3 separate regions of the Sus scrofa genome follow, and all the other regions are linked to region 2. A link is a contact called in public Hi-C data. All regions are on one chromosome and are shown on one strand. Each heading gives the region's core, a stretch centred on a gene start, on an enhancer-like site or on the middle of the called end of the contact. The rest is flanking DNA. Distances are from core to core; before and after follow the strand shown. Region 1 holds the start of ARRB2 (beta-arrestin-2). Region 2 holds the start of BCL6B (B-cell CLL/lymphoma 6 member B protein). Region 3 holds the start of GLTPD2 (glycolipid transfer protein domain-containing protein 2).

Region 1 (3,882 bases), core at 58-2,557, 260 kb before region 2:
GGGTGACCAGAGATGCCCCCCGGTGGTGGTGGGGAGCCGAAGCAGATGCCCCCTCACACTTCCTACTATTCTCTCCATTTCCTGTGGCCCAGAATTTGATGGGGGTGGGAGGAATTGTGCCAAGTCAGCAGTCCCCCTTTGGTCCCATCCTTCCCCCTCCCTGAACCACATAACGGAAATCTGGGGCCTCCCTCAAGTCAGCAACTTCCCCTTTCTCTGTGTTTAACCCCTAATCCAGGACGCCAATCGGCCCTCTGATCATCTCTCCAGGATCAGTCGACTTGGTGCTCAGAGATCTATGTTTTCCTACTCTATTGGTGGGGCTGATAGGGTGTTTTGCAGAATAAGTGACAGCTCAGAACCAGGCCACCATTCCTGTTCCTCTCTGAATAGAAGCCAAGAGCCCCAATCTTTTTCCTCTTTTGCTCCTGCTCCCCAGGGACTCAGGCATTCACCCCCTGCCCCCTTGGGGGTGTTGGGTCACAACAGGAAGTGGATTTTGCTAGAGACCAAAAAAGAGAACTGGAGGTGTCAGTGGAGGGAAGGAGCCTCGATTGCACAGAAAACATCCGGGGAGTGGATGGCGTGCCCAGGGCAGACACTGCCTCCCCTCACCCCCAGGAAGAGGGGTAAGGCTCAGATCGGGGAGGGTCGCCAGGCACTTTGCTGCCCCAAGATGAAGCTGTTGCTCCTAGCAACCCAGGGGAAGGCAGAAGTTTGTAAGCGGAGCCACCCGGCCCTTGGGACAGGTTGGGGGAGCCCGACTGCTTGGAGGGTAGTGGACAGGAGGCTCTCCAGTGGCTCAGCACGAGTCTAAGGGGATCCCCCTCCTGGCATCCAGCCTGCCCATACCAGTCCCCTTGGGGCCGGCCACCTGCTCCTTCCTCCGCCCCTGCATCGCTGCCTGCATCGGAGAAGCCAGTCGTCCAGCCCCCACATCCCTTCGAGAACCCAGATACGGGTTTCCCGATCCCCTCAGAGATCCCCTTGCAGGGTCTGTGGCATGCGTTGCCCTCATTATCCTCGAGGACCTAGGCGTGCGGCCCCGGATGGCTGCCCCCTAGGGACCCAGGCGTCCGGCCCCTGAATTTTCTCCCGGGTGTCCTTGTCTGGGAACCGTCCCAGTACCCGTCTGGAGCCGCCACCCACGTCCCGCCGCGTAGCCCCACCTCTCTTACCTGGTCCCCGGTTTCTCCCCCATGGTGCGCGCGCCCGCCGCCCGCCCGGTTCGCGGCTCGCTCGCAGCCTCAGAGCCCGCTGCCAGGTCCCTGCTCCTCCCCGCGCCACTGCGCACGCGCGCCCCCGCTCTTTCTCCACTCCCCTCTCCCCTCCTTCCCGCCCCCCCCGTCGGATCCTGGGGAGCCTAGGCCAAATGCGTCAGCCCGGATCGCGCGCGCCCCGGCACTGCCCGCCCTCTCCTCACAGGCACTCGCTGTGATTGGCTCCTCCAGCCGCCCTCCGCCCCCCATCTCCACCCCGGCCGAGGGACCCCCCCTCCCCGGCGCGCGCGGTCCCTGCACTCTGCTCTTCCCGCCCATCTCTCCACCCCTCCGCGCCCGCTTAGGCACTGATTGGGTCCCCTCAAACGAAGGCGCCCGCCTTCAGGAAATAAGAGCCTCTGATTGGCTTTATCCATTCCGGACCCTGCAGGGGTCCCCGCCCCTTTGTTTGCTTTCTCAGCGACGGCGGAGGCGAAGGGGGTGGTGGGGGCGGTGGATGAGCTCTAGCAGTCTGGCAGGGAGGATGAGGGGATCCACACGTGGGCGAGAGGTTCCAGTTGCGTGATGCTCGCTTATTGCGCGCCGCTCGCCCGCTCACCCTAGAGCTTGTTTCCTTCTTTGGCCCGCCCTCCTGTTTCCTTAGCGTGATGTGTCAGCTCCCCCTAGTGTCGGTATTTGATCTTCGCAGGGCTACTTTCCTACCTTTTTCCACCCATTCATCAAAGCGAACATCCATTCACGCACGCTTGCATCTATTTCATCTATCTATGCCCATTTTGCGCTAATCACTAAGCTAGGCGATGGGGACCCAGAAATGAATTAACATGGCCCCTGCCTTCCTCGTATGGTTGAGGAGACACATAAACAGGTACTATGATCCCAGGAATGCTTTACTAGAGATATGACTCAGAAGACAAAGCGACTCTCAGCCCTTTCCTGGGGGAGGAATGGAGGGAGGGCAGGCTGTCCAGAGGAGGGGGCATTTGAGGATAATCTTCCTGAAGGGTGGGCGGAAATTGAGAAAGGGTATTCTGAAGAGAGAGAAAGGCGAGGCACATCCTGTTTTGAGGTTTTTGTAGGGTGAGAGGGCAGGGGTGATAAGACTGGGTTGGATGAGTGGAACAGAGTGTGAAGGGTTTTGTAGAGCAGGCAATGGGGGGGCGCCTCTCCTGGAGGAGGGCGGTCGATCCAGTAGTGGGTTTTGTTTTTTTTTTTTTTTTTTTTTGTCTTTTGTCTTTTTGTTGTTGTTGTTGTTGCTATTTCTTGGGCCGCTCCTGCGGCATATGGAGGTTCCCAGGCTAGGGGTTGAATCGGAGCTGCAGCCACCGGCCTACGCCAGAGCCACAGCAACGCGGGATCCGAGCCGCGTCTGCAACCTACACCACAGCTCACGGCAATGCCGGATCGTTAACCCACTGAGCAAGGGCAGGGACCGAAACCGCAACCTCATGGTTCCTAGTCGGATTCGTTAACCACTGCGCCACGACGGGAACTCCTGTTGTGTTTTTTTGTTTTTTTGTTTTTTTGTTTTTTTTTAAGCCAAGGAGTGGTATAAGATTGCTCCTATAGGAAGATAATCCTGCGCGGTGTGGAGGTTGGAGACAGAGAGGCAAGACTGCTGTAGACTAAACCCAGTCAAGGGGAGATGATGAACAGCAGAGTGGAAGGGAGAAGGGGGAGCCAGGCTGAAGAGTCATTTCTAGGGCAAAATTGAGCAGACTTGGGGAGAATGATGGATGATGGACATCCTTGGACGTAAGGAGCTAAAACATCCACCTTTGTCCATCTCTTTTCCCATACTCCCCTATCTTCCCCAAATGAACGAACATCGCTCTTCTCCCTCCACTTTTCTGTGCAACAAAGTTATATGCACAACAAAACAGTTTCTGAGATCATCTTTAGGGTTTAAATACAGGCCTTACCGACTGCTACTTCCCCACTCCCGGTTCCATCACCATCTTCTAAGCTCAGTCTTCATGTCCTTGAAACTTCAGTTCATATGTTTCTTTATTTCATTTTTGTCTTTTTTAAGGCTGCACCCCTGGCATATGGAAGTTCCCAAGCTAGGGATGGAATAGGAGCAGTACCTCCAGCCTATACCACAGCCACAGCAACGCCAGATCCTTAACCCACTGAGTGAGGCCAGGGATCGAACCTGGATCCTCAAGGATACTAGTTGGGTTCTTAATCCGCTGAGCCACAACAGGAACTCCCCAAATAAATTGTAAGTGGTTTAAGATCTAAATGCACAGAATAAAACTAGGAAAGTATTAGGAGAAAGCATAGAAGAGTATTTCTAATCTTGGAAGTTAGGGAAAGGCTCCCAAGATACCAAACTCCAGGGCTTGAAATAACAGGTAACACTTTACAGGTAGTATCTACCATGTGCCAAACATTGTCCCAAGAATTTAAAAAATATTAACTCGGAGTTCCCATTGTGGCTCAGAAGATACAAATCCCACTAGGAACCATGAGGTTGCGGGTTCAATCCCTGACCTCGCTCAGTGGGTTAAGGATCTGGCATTGCCATGAGCTGTGGTGTAGGTTGCAGACAAGGCTCGGATCTGGCATTGCTGTGGCTGTGGTGTAGGCCGGCAGCTGTAGCTTCAATTCGACCCCTAGCCTGGGAACTTCCATATGCCCTGGGTGTGGCTCTAAAAAG
Region 2 (4,397 bases), core at 1,178-3,677:
GGAGGTTCACTCGAGAAAGAAACTTCTAGAATCTGGGGTGAGAGGCAGTGTAAGCGAAGGGCGTCTCGGACAAGCACTGTGCTCCCGGTTAAGGGGACCCTAATCAGTCTCGCCTTATGAGCCATTACTTAGCTTCCCCAAATGCACCCAGAGTGGCAAAACACCCCCAAATAAGGACACCCCCAAACTTTCGTCTCCTTTCCTGGGCCCTCACCTTGACACCTCCCCCTGGAAAAAGCTTCCTGGCCAGCAACACGTATGCAGAAACATTCCTCTCCTCGAAGTAAGTCTGCACAACATTCAGTATAAAACTTTGCTCCCCGTCAAGGACCTGCAAGCACACAAGGCCTTCAAACTGGCTCCCAGCTCCCTAATATGGTCTACCTCAAGCTAATAAAAGCCCAAAATTGAATTTCCTGCCCCCCAAAACATAGCCTGAGCCCTGACGTTTCTCTGGCACCCCAAAATAGACTGCATCCCCAAATCGGGAGGATTCCTCTACTGGAACTCAGACGGTCCCCACGCACCAATGACTATGCACCCCCCCCAAACAAAGCGCTCATCCACCTCCAAAGAACACCTAGCAGGTTCTCCTGATAGTCCAAAATGACCATCTCCAAAGTGTGGGTGCCCGGATCCCCAGAACTAACATAGCTTCAAAGTCAGCTCCATGCCTCAAACTTACTACTGGCCCTCAAGCCCGAACGCAGGCCCCCTGGTGCCCAAACCAATCAAACTAATTCAACATCCCATAAGAAACATGCACCCCGCAATTGACAAATTAACCAGATGACACAAAAGCAGCTCCATCCTGATACCAAAGGGAGCCCCTAGTCAAACTCCCACCTCCAACTGGGCAGAGACCAAGGTAATGGCCATTTGCAAAAGCCACCTCACCATCCGGAATCCTGAGTGGTCCCCCATTCCCAGTTTCTCAACAGCTCTTTCCTGCACCCAAATAAAGACACCCTCAAATCTGAAGGGGAGGGCCCCAGGCCAGGTTAGGCAGCTCCATGGATAATGGGCAGTCATCACTGGGTAACTGGAGACTCTTCTGAGCCCAAACGCAAGCCCTGCTTTGCAGCCAGACTCCGCTCTGACCCCCCCCCCCTTCTCCAAATGAACCTTGCTCCGCCAACAAAACCTTGTCTCCGCAAAGAAAATATGAGGCTGTGACCCGGGCCTATCTCCCAGATCAGGGACTCAAACTGGGCTTAGCGGCCCCTCCTGCCCTGGCTCCCTTCTTTTACCCTGAGACCCTCCCTCTGTCTGTTCACCGCATCCAACTTTCATATGAATGTTCCCTAAAAAGTCACCCCTAAAGACAGATAACAGTATCCAGCTCAGTAAGAAAAGAAGCTCCCAGCGCTCAGACCCTGCTCCTTGTCCCACTCGCGGATTTCTCACCCCAGGTAGGAACCACAGCCGCAGAGGAAAGTCCCCTCTGTCGCCTAACTCGCCCTCCCTCCGCCCAACCTTACTCCCTTGGACAAAATAAACCAGCGCAAAGTGGGGGGAGAACGAAGGTTACGGCCACCCAGACCTAACCGATCCTGTGGACCCCCCAGCCGGTGGAGACGACGGGGCGAGGCGAGGCTGGTGCTCGTCCGCCCCCTCGTGGAAGGAGCCAAACATTGCCGAGCTTTGCCTACTTGCCGCGCTGGACCCCGGCGTCCCGCCAGCCTCCAAGCGTAGCCGACGGGCGGGTGCCCGAGGCCCTAGTGAGCTGGGACTGGGGGAGGGCGAGCGGGCTTTGGGCGGGAGTCTGTCTCTCCGGATCCCTAAAAGGAGTAAGAAGAGAGTGGGGAGCGAAAGTCCGGACCCTAGGGCTCCTGAACGTCTCTCGGCCCCCACCCGGGGCTTTCCCCACCTCCTCGAGGGGAAGCAGCTGGCGGAGCCGTCCGGTCGCAGGACAATGGAAGGAAACGAACTAGAAATCATATCCGCCCCCTCCCTACCGAGCGCGGTCAGAGCCCCCCTTTTTGCAGGCCCTGCCAGAGGAGGCTGTCATTCCACCACACCCTCCGGCTGTCCGAGAGCCCGCAGGAGCCCCCCATCAGCTCCCCAAACCTGGTGCCTCTTAGGGCTCCCCTTTATCTCCGTAATACCGTACATTGGAAGGGGGGTTGTGTAGTATTCACTCTCCTGTTAAAAGGCTCCTTGCTAAAGGCAACACGTCAGTTTTCGCTGTCCCGCCCGGGCCCCCCGACGACCCAGGTTATGCACACTTCCAATCTCAATATCCCCAACCTCCTCCCCAACTCCAATGTCCCATCCTCAGTTCCACCTTCAGGCCCAAGACCCCTTACGTTACGACCACCCAGCGTTTCTGAGGTCCCGCCCTGGAGCCGGGGACCCCGCCCCGGGTTCACCATCTGGAGAGCGAGGGAGGAAGGAAGGATACAGACCCAGGCGTTCACCCCACCTCCACCCCCGCCCCCGACATCCCGGCCAGATAAAGGAGCCGAAGCCAAGAGGGAGAGAGACCCCGCCCCCCTTGAGAAGAGAAGCCGAAGCCCCTGCAGGACGGGGGTAAGAACCTGAGACTGTGGGAGCCAGACGCCTAGGTCCCCTAAGAGGGTTGGGGCTTGTTGATGGAAAGAAGACTGAGGCCCAGAAACTGGGCTAAACTAGGGATCCGGGACTGGAGAGTGGAAGTTTGTGTTTCGGGGAAGGGAGCTTCGATTGGGATTTGGAGAGGTGTGGACCGCAGGTCGTCTGGGGTCTCCAAGCAGGATCGGACACCTGAGACCAGGCGCGCAGTGAGGCTGAGGGGAAATGGGGATGCCGGAAGGGCACTGGGAGTCTAACTAAGGACCCTGCGGGCCGGATTCCCCACGCTTGCCATCGACGCCGCGGTGTGGGAACCTTCAACTCGCTCCAAGCGCTGTGGCATCTAGAGGAGGAAAGCGAGCGATGCTGTGGTTGAAGGCAGAGAGAACAAGACGAATTAAATGAGGCTGCGAGAGCCGGGGCCGGGGGCTTGGCTCTAGCTGCCCCTCAGGAGGAGGAGGCAAACCGCGGAAGGGAAGGCGTCTTAGGACGGCCTGGATCCCTGAGCCCTTGCCTCGGCACCCGCAGGCCTACGTCGCGATGGGTTCCACCGCTACCCCGGAGGGAGCGCTGGGCTACGTCCGCGAGTTCACTCGCCACTCCTCCGACGTGCTCGGCAACCTGAATGAGCTGCGCCTGCGCGGGATCCTCACTGACGTCACGCTACTGGTTGGCGGGCAACCCCTGCGAGCGCACAAGGCGGTTCTTATTGCCTGCAGGTTCGAGGCGTGGCTGGGTTGGGCCCAAATGGGAAGGGGGCGGAGCCATGAGGACTTGGCGAGGGAACCCGAAGCCAAGCCTTCCAGAAGCAGGAGGCGGGGCGTCTAGGGCTTGGGGGCGGGGCTCTCTGTAGGGGCGGGTTTCTACTGGTGCGCTGGTCTCCCTCGGTTCCCCAGCCCCTAATGTGACCCATCTGCCCTCTCTCCAGTGGCTTCTTCTATTCAATTTTCCGAGGCCGTGCAGGAGTGGGGGTAGACATGCTCTCCCTGCCTGGGGGTCCGGAAGCTGGAGGCTTCGCTCCTCTTCTGGACTTCATGTACACCTCGCGCCTACGCCTCTCTCCGGCTACGGCGCCAGCGGTCCTGGCAGCTGCCACCTACTTGCAGATGGAACACGTGGTCCAGGCATGCCACCGCTTCATCCAGGCCAGGTGAGGGAGCCCCGCCTTGGCGTTCCCCGTGGATGAAGTGGCAACCTAGGTGTCTAGGGCAGAGGACAAAATTAGGAAACAGGACTAATGTCCATCACTCTTTTCTCAGCTATGAACCTCTGGGCATCTCCCTGCGACCCCTGGAGGCAGAACCCCCCACGCCCCCAACGGCCCCTCCTCCAGGCAGTCCCAGGCGCTCCGAAGGACACCCAGACCCACCTACTGAGTCTCGCAGCTGCAGTCAAGGGCCCCCCAGTCCAGGCAGCCCAGACCCCAAGGCCTGCAACTGGAAAAAGTACAAGTTCATCGTGCTAAACTCTCAGGCCTCCCAAGCAGGGAGCCTAGGCGGGGAGAGAAGTTCTGGTCAACTTTGCTCCCAAGCTCAGCTCCCCAGTGCAGATGAGGCTTCCAGCAGCAGCAGCAGCAGCAGCAGCAGCAGCAGCAGCGGCAGCGAAGAAGGACCCATTCCTGGCCCCCAGAGCAGGTGCAGTGACTGGAAACCCCCAGAACGTGGAGAGGCTGGCCTCGGTGGTTGGGAAGAGGGAGTGAGGGGGTGGCCTTCAGAGACACTGGCTCCCCTTAGGGAGTTGGCCAGGCTTTCTCGGTGGGGGAGGGGACTTTGGGAGCATAGTTGGATATGGCTCATTGTCAGTACTCTCACATCCAGCGGGTGGGCCTTAGGCAACAAGTTCCC
Region 3 (3,950 bases), core at 522-3,021, 320 kb before region 2:
GGACTGAAATAGGCCAGGGGTAGCATGAGTCTCTCGGCTGCCGGGAACAGGGATGACACACACCTTCCCACATACATTTTTTTCTATTTCCCTTAAGGGCTTGCCGTCATCACACAGAACACGCTAAAAATCGACGGCTACCAAAGAATACTTTTTTATTACCCACAGCTCCTCCCCTCTCCCCGGGATTGCGTAGAGAGAGGCTAAAAGCCCCACTTCCACCGGGGTGGGCCTCCATGGCGATGACGTCACCGTGGGGCGGGGTATATGGCGGCCCCGCCCCCGGCGCCAGGAGGCCTTGCGAAGGGTCAGACGCAACCCAGCGGCTGCCACCCAGCCCCAGGGCACTTCCTTCGTCCTGCCAGCAGGCATCAGGCCAGCTGGAGCAGGCGGCGCTCGGCCAACAAGCCCTGGGTACGGTTGTAGACGTCCTCCAGAGTGCCCGCGGCCTGGGCCAGCGCAGCCCGCGCCTCTGCCTCTTTGACCCCCGGACACGCCAGCTCGAGCAAGCGGCCGCGACCCGGGAAGGCGAGGAATGCGAGGTGGGCGGCCTGACGGACCAGCCAGGGGTGGTGCGGGGCCAGGGCCGTGCTGTAGGCGTCGCTGCACTGGGCGCCGGCGTCCGGGCCTCCGGGCGGCCCGGTTGCCACCCGGTGGAGGCAGAGCTGGGACCAACGTAGCGCACGGTGCAGCAAGAGCATGGTTAGTGAACCCGGGTTCCGGGTCGAGTGCCGAGGGGCTACCCCGGGCCTCTCCCACGCCACCATGGTCGCCAGCGACGTGTAGTGAGCGGCCTCTGGACCGTGCACCAGAGCCTCGAGGACTGTCACTTTGGCGAAGGCCTCGCTTGTGGCGAAAGAGAAGATGGAGCCGAGGGGAGTTAGGAACCTGTATGTGTTCGATGGTGGGAAGGTTTGAGAGAGGGCGATGGTTCAAAAAGAGGCGGGGTCTGGATGGGGTAGGGAGACAACGAGCACTCACCTGACTAGCTCTCTCCACCCTGCCAGGTACTGCGACAACTCCACATCCCCTTTGGGGTTCAGACTGGCGCGGAACGGCCTCATTATGCGGCCCAGCATCCCGTGGGGGCTCAGACACTGAGGCTCTTCCCGTTCCAGTCCCTCCAGGGATCCTGACTGTTGCTGGGCCTGGGGGTTAGATATGAGGTGGGGGGTGGGGGTGGGGGGGAGTGCAGAGCCCCTAGCTTGCAGGGTTCACCACGCCTCGCATTTGGGCTCTGAAGAAATTATTGCTAAGGTCTAGCCAGTGTCCCTCCTGCTGTAACTCTCAGCTTCTAATTGGAGACGGGAGAGAAGGAGGATCCACCTTTCATCAGATCCTCGGCCTGGTCCACTTTCCCTGCTCAGGGTCCTACCTGGAACTCCTAGTCCCAGCCCTGCCCAGAGAGTACCTGGAAAGGTGGCAGTCCTTTGGCAATGCAGGACTGGGTCCCGGATCGGCAGCCTGAGAGGGCGCCTGGAGGAGGTGAGACAGAGCAGTGAGGGCCTTAGGTTCTGAGGGCCTGGAGTCCCGGATTCCTCCTGGAGCAGGTGAGGGAAGGGGCCACTCACGAAGGCTCTGAGCCCAGAGATAAAGAAGCAGTAGCGTGAAGATAATGAGAGGGATTGCACTGCGCCTCCAGCACCGAGGGACCCGCCGAGACAGTGAGGTGACCCCCATGGCTGCTTCAGGGACCACTGCCCTTGCCAGCCCCTGGCTAGTCCTTGTCCCTCCGCCTTCAGGAGAGGAGAGAAGACTGTGGTGCTCTGAGGTGCAAAGTGTTAATAATTAATCTAGTAAGGCCCCCTCCCCTGTGCCCTTTGCCCCAAAGGGCAGCATCTGAGGGGTGAGGGACTGGATGAAGAGGATTTGGGGTATTTAGTAGCAGTGACACGTCTCTACATTTCCCTTCCCTGAATGGCCAGGTTGTAGTGAGACGCAGCCTGGGTATTGTGAAGAGAGGCTGAAGTCAGAACCAGTTCCCCCAATGAGCAATGGTGTGAGCCCTAGGTTGACTCTGTGCTTGAATTCCCTCCACAGTAAATTGAAGGTAATAATAGGTTATTTTGCAAACTTCATGTGAGGATTAAATGCTATTATACGTGCAAACCTTGTAAATGGAAAAGCTTACCACAATTGCTCCATAAATCTTATCTATTAAGTTCAAGCATGGGGCACCTGGGATCCACGGAACACCCACTTCTAAGTTCTCTATCCTATCCCCATGGAATCTTAACTTGATCTGGATGCATGATGTCTTAATCATATACTTTAGGCTGTCTCCTTTTTTTTTTTAATTAAAAAAAATTCTTTTTTGTCTTTTTAGGGCTGCATCTGAGGCATATGGAAGTTCCCAGACCGGCCTACACCACAGCCACAGCAAGGCCAGATCAGAGCCGGGTCTGTGACCTACACCACAGCTCACAGCACTGCTAGATCTGTAACCCACTGAGGGAGGCCAGGGATCGAACCCAAGTCCTCATGGATACTAGTCAGGTTCCTTACTATAGAGCCACAATGGAAACTCCTAGGCTGTCTCCTTTTACATCTTTGAGATTTAATTTTTTTTAAACCTCCAGGTTGATGCCTGAATCATTCATCAAACCAATTTTTATTAACTACTTCCGCATGCCAGGCCTTGTACTAGGCTCCAAGAAGACAAATGTGCCTTCCCAGAGGTCAAGGTCCATTGGGAAATTTACCATCAGTCTGCCCTACTGGAATGTGAGCTCTGATGAAGAAAAGGGCCCTTCTTTTTTTTTTTTTTTTTTTTTTTTTTGTCTTTTTGCTATCTCTTGGGCCGCTCCCGGGGCATATGGAGGTTCCCAGGCTAGGGGTTGAATCGGAGCTGCAGCCACCGGCCTACACCAGAGCCACAGCAACGCGGGATCCGAGCCGCGTCTGCAACCTACACCACAGCTCACGGCAACGCTGGATCGTCAACCCACTGAGTAAGGGCAGGGACCGAACCCGCAACCTCATGGTTCCTAGTCGGATTTGTTAACCACTGTGCCATGATGGGAACTCCCGAAAAGGGGCCCTTCTTGCTACCCTATTTATAGCACTTAGAATATTGCCTGGACCAAAACCCATTATTCCTAAATAAGTATATATGGAATAAACAAAGGAACTTATATGAGGGGCAGGCAAATCAGTGGTGGTACTCTCCATGCAAATTTGAGCCAGTTTGGTTTTTTTTCCCCCCAGATCAGGAGTCCACCTGGTGGTCATAGCGGGAAAAACATTCAGGGGAAGGATAAGGAAGCAAGAGAGGAAACATCTGCTTTCAGCCCCCTGTCCACAAGCTTAGAATTTTCCTGTCTCTGTGCATTTTCTATCTTTTCTTTTCTTTTCTTTTTTGTCTTTTTTAGGGCCACACCCGTGGCATATGGAACCCTCCTCCTGGATGGAGCCCTCCTTCTGGATACTAGTTGGGTTTGTTACCACTAAGCCACAACAGGAACTCCTGTGTACATTTTCTTTTTTTAAAACGTTTTAAAATAAAGTATAGTTGACTTACAATGTTGTGTCAATGCATATATATATTTCTTTTTAGGCCTGTACTTGTGGCATATGGAGGTTTCCAGGCTAGTGGTCAAATCTGAGCTGCAGCTGCCTGCCTACTTCACAGCCACAGCAACAGAGGATCAGAGCCATGTCTACAACCTACACCACAGCTCATGGCAACTCCGGATCCTTAACTCTCTGAGTGAGGCCAGGGATCGAACCTGCATCCTTATGGATCCTCGTTAACCGCTGAGCCACAAAGGGAACTCCCTCAATGTATATTTTCTTTTGAGGGGGAGGGGTGTCCCAGAATCTCAAGGAGTTGGGGCTCCAGTCATTCACAAGATGTTTCCCAGCTGCCACAGGTCATGGATTCTTGCCCTGTCTCACTTTGATGTCCCTCACGTCCTGGAGGTTCCTTGTCTGCTGGGATTCTGGAACCA

The links. A called contact is a pair of places that touch in the nucleus more often than the background predicts.
Region 1: a contact with region 2 is called in a Hi-C map of embryonic fibroblasts, with 1.8 times the contacts expected there. The contact joins the promoter of ARRB2 here to the promoter of BCL6B in region 2. A contact is called at or near these places in 3 of 5 promoter capture datasets (fetal liver, fetal skeletal muscle and liver), 6 of 47 Hi-C or Micro-C datasets (alveolar macrophages, embryonic fibroblasts, fetal heart ventricle and 3 more) and 1 of 2 datasets of contacts at active chromatin or transcription factors (alveolar macrophages).
Region 3: a Hi-C map of embryonic fibroblasts shows a contact between it and region 2, with 2.1 times the contacts expected there. The contact joins the promoter of GLTPD2 here to the promoter of BCL6B in region 2. A contact is called at or near these places in 1 of 47 Hi-C or Micro-C datasets (embryonic fibroblasts) and 1 of 2 datasets of contacts at active chromatin or transcription factors (alveolar macrophages).

The regions. Positions count from the first base shown.
Region 1 is chr12:52,169,055-52,172,936 of Sscrofa11.1, forward strand. ARRB2 (beta-arrestin-2) reads right to left here and starts at 1,308. Exons shown (of 14, transcript XM_021067791.1): 1 at 1,179-1,308. The coding sequence starts at 1,201.
Region 2 is chr12:52,424,978-52,429,374 of Sscrofa11.1, forward strand. BCL6B (B-cell CLL/lymphoma 6 member B protein) reads left to right here and starts at 2,428. Exons shown (of 9, transcript XM_003131927.6): 1 at 2,428-2,532; 2 at 3,082-3,272; 3 at 3,482-3,703; 4 at 3,813-4,187. The coding sequence starts at 3,094.
Region 3 is chr12:52,104,363-52,108,312 of Sscrofa11.1, forward strand. GLTPD2 (glycolipid transfer protein domain-containing protein 2) reads right to left here and starts at 1,772. Exons shown (of 4, transcript XM_003131910.6): 1 at 1,572-1,772; 2 at 1,412-1,476; 3 at 982-1,148; 4 at 139-888. The coding sequence starts at 1,680. The coding sequence ends at 372.